2 separate regions of the Mus musculus genome follow, and region 1 is linked to region 2. Evidence: chromatin contacts called from public Hi-C data. All regions are on one chromosome and are shown on one strand. Each heading gives the region's core, a stretch centred on a gene start, on an enhancer-like site or on the middle of the called end of the contact. The rest is flanking DNA. Distances are from core to core; before and after follow the strand shown.

Region 1 (2,779 bases), core at 76-2,575, 590 kb before region 2:
TGCCTTCAGTGATAATGCGAGCTGTGTGTATGGGTGTTTTGTCTGCATGTATGTATGTGTCCACAAGCATGCTCGGTGCTCATGGAGGCCAGGAGAGTTATTAGATCCCTGGGACTGGAGTTACAGTTGTAAGCTGCCATGTGGGTATTGGTAGTTGAACCTGGGTCCTCTGGAAGAGCAGCCAGTGCTCTTAACCCCTGAGCCATCTCTCCAGCCCCCTACCCTCAATGATTTTTTTCTTCCTTTTTAAATTGGTGCTGGAATGGACACCTAGAGCTTCCTGTGGCTAAGCAAGTATGGTACCAGTGACTGAGACCCCCCATATACCAATGAAGTATGCCTGTGTCTTAGAGTCACTCTTAGGGTTCTTGAGTAATTTCATCCTTATAACTTTCACATGATTCTCTCCCTGATGTTTTGAATTTTTTGCTGGTGGTTTGGTGGCATCCAGGCTGTTTCTGATAGTGTCTGAGCCATTCCCCGTGCTCCTCAGTGTGCTCCTCCCCATTGCATGGGTTTTGCAATTTCTCCACATCCTCACCAAATTGATTTTTTATTTTTAAATGATAGCCACCTAGTGGTGGTGTTGTGGTATGTCCTTGTGGTTGTTTCAAGGTGTCTGGATAACATATAAGAGCTGTGTCCTCTTAGGAGCCAGGTCGGTCACATCGTGCTTTTGACTGAGAGTCAGTGATCTTCTTGCCTTTCCCAAAGGCAGGTGAGAGATGAATGGATGTCACTTAAACGGCGGCTGAGCCTGGCCTCAGAGGGGCCAGCCCGTGACTCCTCACTCTGGAATCTACTTGTTCACAGGTGTTGCAGGCCTGGCTCCAGCCCAGCACAACATTTTCCCTGGAGGAATGCCACGCTGTGGATTTTCTTGTCTGCAGACGCTCTTGTTGCCAGACCTTACAGACAGGCTCGGGGAGCGTTCGGTCTGGCGGGCCTTGCCAGCTAGTGCCTGTGCATGACCCTTTGGTGGAGCGCTGCCAGGGAAGCCTGGGCGCTTGCAGGCACATGTGGGCGTGGCTGGGCACTCCCCGCCTCTTCCAATTGTTCTTAGATGGGCAAGGCTTCTCTTCTCAGCCCTTACCTTGGACTTCCTCCTGTGTCCCATCATTCAGCTGCCTGAGTCCCCACTTCCTTCCTGGAACTGAAGGTGCTGACCTTCTGCAGAAGGGACTGGAATTGTTCACATACACACCATTTGCATGGCTGAGAGGCTGGGAGGAAGCACTTGACAGGCAGACCTCCCACTTCGACCTGCCCCAGTTTGCATCTTGGATTTCCTCAGGGAAAATGGTCCCTCCTGCTATTGATTCACAGCTAAGATGAGATGTGATTACATAAGCTGAAAGTGCACTGCTGGCCAAGAAATGGTAGCTCTTGTCAGAGACCTCCAGCAGCTTCTCAAAGAGGCAGCCAGCCTTCTGTGATGCGTTAGTTACCAAGCATCATGGGCGTTTGATGAGTGAGGCTTAGGAACATTTAGATAAATGCTTTGTTTTGTTTCATTTCTTCATGTTTTCTAATAATTTAATTTTTCAAAGTAGCAATTTTACCTGTGTTTCTTTTATAGTGGGTTTTTTTTTTTTTAAGAATTTTATTTTGTTTGAGATAGGGTTTCATTATATAGTTGATGCTGGTCAGAAACGCACTATGTTGCCCAGGATAGCCTTAAACACACAGCAATCCTCCTGCCTCAGTTTTCTAAGTGCATGCACCCATCCAGTTTTTAAAGTGTCTTCATGTTTTTACTACTCACCCTCACAGGCCGTCCCATTATTCTAACCTACCTGGTGTAAGGGGAGGTGACAGGTCAACTAAGGGATCCATATTCCCAGCCAAGGATGCAAACTTGACTTGCTGACCAGGATCTTCCCTGCCTTTGAAACAAGCCCAGAGCTGCCTGCAGATGTTTGTAACTCAGATGTGGGAGGTGAGTGACTGTGTGACAAGAAATAAGCTCCAAGCACTTGGCTCCAAAACATGTCAGGGGAAAAAATGCCCATTGCAGAAGACAGACAGGGAAAAAACATGCGCCCCAGGAAGCTAGCCGCCCATGTGCCCTCTAACAGTCGCCTAGTCAGAAACCCGACTGCCAGGTGCTCATTCGCTGTGTGTGTGTGTGTATGTGTGTGTGTGCATGCGCATGCACGCGAGCTCTGCCTGTGTGTGTACATGGGTATGTGTGTATTTTTTTGTATATTAACATTTTTACTGCTCTGGGAGTTTCATGTCATGCACTCTGATCTTAATCCCTTCACAGTTCCATGTCTTCCCGCTTGCCCCTAAAAGAAGTAAAAAATAATTTTAAAACGGGGAGGGGAGAGTCCATTTTTGTGATATCTGTATACTTGCTGGAACATCGTCAGATTCTTAGTAGCATGTCCCTTAAATAGAGCTGAGCCCTTCCCTCCCCACACCTCTGCCCAAACCCATCAATTGTGAAGAGTTGCTCTTTGGCTTTTTGACACACTTTTTTAGCTCAGTTTTCCTCATTGGATATTCGGGCAAATTTTGTTGTTGTTGTTGTTTTTGTTTTTGTTTGTTTTTTTGTTTTTGTTTCTGATGTAACATATGGCCATGCCCCAGTTTATATCAGATAAACTTAACAGTTTCTTTGAAGTAGCACTGTCTAGTCTGGATAAGGACAGTTATAAATACCAAAGAGTCAGCAGTCACCTATATGAGAAGAAAATGAACGAGTATATGGTTATTGCCACAATACATTTCTACAAGCTCCGTGGCTATTAAAGCCTATAAGTTATCACCTTCA
Region 2 (2,754 bases), core at 119-2,618:
AGTGCTGACTTCAGAACACAGGCCTTCAAGGTTTAGACCTCAAAATAGCTCATGGGAAGACAAAAGTCCCAAGGGAGCCAAGTGCAGTCTGTGGTTGCCATAGCCCCTTCCCCCTCCAGCAACCGTATCACCCTTCCCCTTGTCTCTTGCAGCTGACAGTGGTGGCCTCGAGGACAGCTCTGAGCCCTGCTATGTATTCATCATTACATGCAGGCCAGGTCCTGGGCCAGGCCCAAAGCCCCAATGCCACCTGCTCTCTGTCTCTGTCCCCAGACACCGTGATCCACACATGTTATATCCAGGTGCTCATGGCCCACAGCCTTTGTCTCTTGCAGTTGTCAGGCTCCATGCCCCACACCGCATCAGGCAGACACCTATTTATCCCCTGCCACTCCCTTGAAGGTCACGTTGGTCTTTCTGAGGCTACCTTAGGCACCCCCATTTTACCTGCCCACACTTGTGCTGTAGCCCATTGTCACACAGATGGGGACTTTCATCTGCATGCCTGTTGCCCTCTCCACTCTTGAAACCAAAGTCTGTGTTTCCTTTGGTTCCATATCTGCAGTGTGGAACATGCAATGTGTTAGGAGCTCACCCAGTGGAGTACAGTCAGAAGGTTCCATGAGCCAGCTCACTCAGGTCTTTCTCTTCAGCGTAATCTATAGACTGTTTCAGTGCTGCTGGGAGCAGGAGGAGCCAAGGAAATTACTGTTTAAGGGGAGTGGAGTCTTACATGGGGAAGATGGATGGTGGATACAGTCACAGAATGTGACCGTGTTTAATGTCACATGACAGGAGGCCTACAAAGGGTCAGGTCACAAGAGCTGTATGCTAGTATCATTAAAAAAGGATGAAAGCTGAGCTGGAGAGATGGCTCAGTCAGTGAAGGGCTTGCTTTGCATGAGTGGCACCTGAGTTCAATCCCCAAAGCTCATTTAAAAATAAAGACGTTGACTGTGGTGATCGTAATCCCAGCTCTGAGGGAAAAGGGGGTCCTGTGCAGAGGCAGGAGGATCCCAGACTTACTGACACTCCAGTCTAGACTAATGAATTCCAGGACAGTAGATAGTAGTACAACAAGAGAGGTAGAACATTTCAAACACCTGAGGAACACTAATGGATAACCTTTGGTCTACACACACATAAACAACATGCAGAGTTAGCATAAATACCACCAGCAGACAAATGCCTAAATGTGTAAACCAAGAACCCGTTCATGGGCGAGACCAAGAAGAAGGCTGAACAACTCAGTGTTAAGACACCCAAGTTTGAAGACACGGTCACAAAACCATAAGGGAAGCTCCAGTCACTCGGGACTCTGTGTTTCTCCTTCTATCCCTGACCCAGGACCACTGTGGGTTGCCTGGCATTTCCAGAATGGATCTAGAATTGTTGGAGACTTCCCCCAGCTTGATCATGAATGAAGGACTTGGGTCTTCTTTCCCTCTCTCTAATTCTCTCTTTTGAGACGGGATCTTGCTATGTAGCCCAGGCAAGGCGTGAACTTAACAATCCCCCTGTCTCAGCCTCTGGGAACACTGAAAGATACATGTGTAACACCACTCCTTCTTTTTTTTTTTTTTGGAAAAAAGCAGGTGAGAAGTAACCAGTGTACTGTTCCCCTAGAGTGGTTCCCCACCAGCATGTTCTACAGCTTTTACAACATCCCACACTCAGGGAAACCAGTCCTTCAGGCCTGGGCCAGGGTTCCCTGTAACCCCTCCACCTACCTCTAAACAAAAACCAGCACACACCCTCACCCCCCCCCCATTCTGAGTCTTTCATTTTCTCAGCTAAAATCACAGAACCTAGGGCCATTAAACTTCTATGGGAAAAACCAGGGCCCCAGAGGCTCAGGAGGGCATTTTTTTCCCCTGGTCTTATTTAAGGGTCATTTTGCTAATCAGAAACAGGCCTAAACTGCCAGCTCCACTATCCCTCACCAGGGGCAAGAAGGAAACATACACCCCAAGAACCAGTAAAATCAAAACCAAAAGGCGCTGCCCCCACCTTTGTTTCATGTAAAGTGGGGTGAATGAAGGCCGTGTTGATACTCGCTCACACAGACTCACTGTTCAAGCCACCACACTCTGCGCCACGAGCATCTTTGGTCGAGCCATTGACCAGTGTGCACCCTGTGCAACTGTCACATGAAACTGTCCCACCAAGCCTGTGTCCTGCCGAAGTCTAGAGTTGTGCAATCTATTTCCCTAAAGAGACTTCTAAGATTCTTTGGCAACATTCACCAAGAGATAAGTTTTATCCGAAAAGGAATTAGGGGTCAAAAAAGATAGTTGTCTTTAAAAAAAAAATAGAGGGATCGGCCACCCTGAGTTCTGGGTGTAAAGAGCCTGACGGCAAGTCCCACTCAGTAAAGTACCAGATGTTAAGTCCCACTCAGTAAAGTACCAGATGTTAAGTCCCACTCAGTAAAGTACCAGATGTTAAGTCCCACTCAGTAAAGTACCAGATGTTAAGTCCCACTCAGTAAAGTACCAGATGTTAAGTGCTGCATGGCAGATTACCTTCAGAAGGAAACCAACTGTAAAAATCACAGAAGGAATTCCTTGAAGGTCAGAAACCTCTCTCCTGCCAGCCCACCCTATCAACCACATCTCTTCTTCAGAAACTGAAGCCCCAGACCACAGGAGGTGCCAGCCCTCCCATGTCCTGAAAGCCCTTATTCTCAAGGGCCCAGTGGGGGGAGAGGGCTCCCAAACCTACCTGATGGCTTGGAGGGATCTAAGACACAAG

Evidence for each region. A called contact is a pair of places that touch in the nucleus more often than the background predicts.
Region 1: a Hi-C map of cranial neural crest shows a contact between it and region 2, with 2.2 times the contacts expected there. The contact joins two enhancer-like sites. A contact is called at or near these places in 21 of 39 promoter capture datasets (the 3T3-L1 cell line, 3T3-L1-derived adipocytes, the C10 cell line and 14 more), 1 of 15 datasets of contacts at CTCF or cohesin (embryonic stem cells), 48 of 484 Hi-C or Micro-C datasets (B cells, CD4 single positive thymocytes, CD8 T cells and 37 more) and 12 of 115 datasets of contacts at active chromatin or transcription factors (craniofacial prominence, embryonic basal ganglia, embryonic forebrain and 8 more).

What each region holds. Positions count from the first base shown.
Region 1 is chr1:179,135,092-179,137,870 of GRCm38.p6, reverse strand. The region is part of intron 5 of Smyd3 (SET and MYND domain containing 3); the gene reads left to right. Among named protein-coding and RNA genes, the nearest start is that of Gm31349, 190 kb to the left of the region's middle. Within about 2 kb of position 1,325, at least 53 of the 459 cell types and tissues checked have an H3K27ac peak or open chromatin away from gene starts, as enhancers often do.
Region 2 is chr1:178,549,830-178,552,583 of GRCm38.p6, reverse strand. All of the region lies in intron 2 of Kif26b (kinesin family member 26B), which reads right to left. Among named protein-coding and RNA genes, the nearest start is that of Kif26b, 22 kb to the right of the region's middle. Within about 2 kb of position 1,368, at least 15 of the 459 cell types and tissues checked have an H3K27ac peak or open chromatin away from gene starts, as enhancers often do.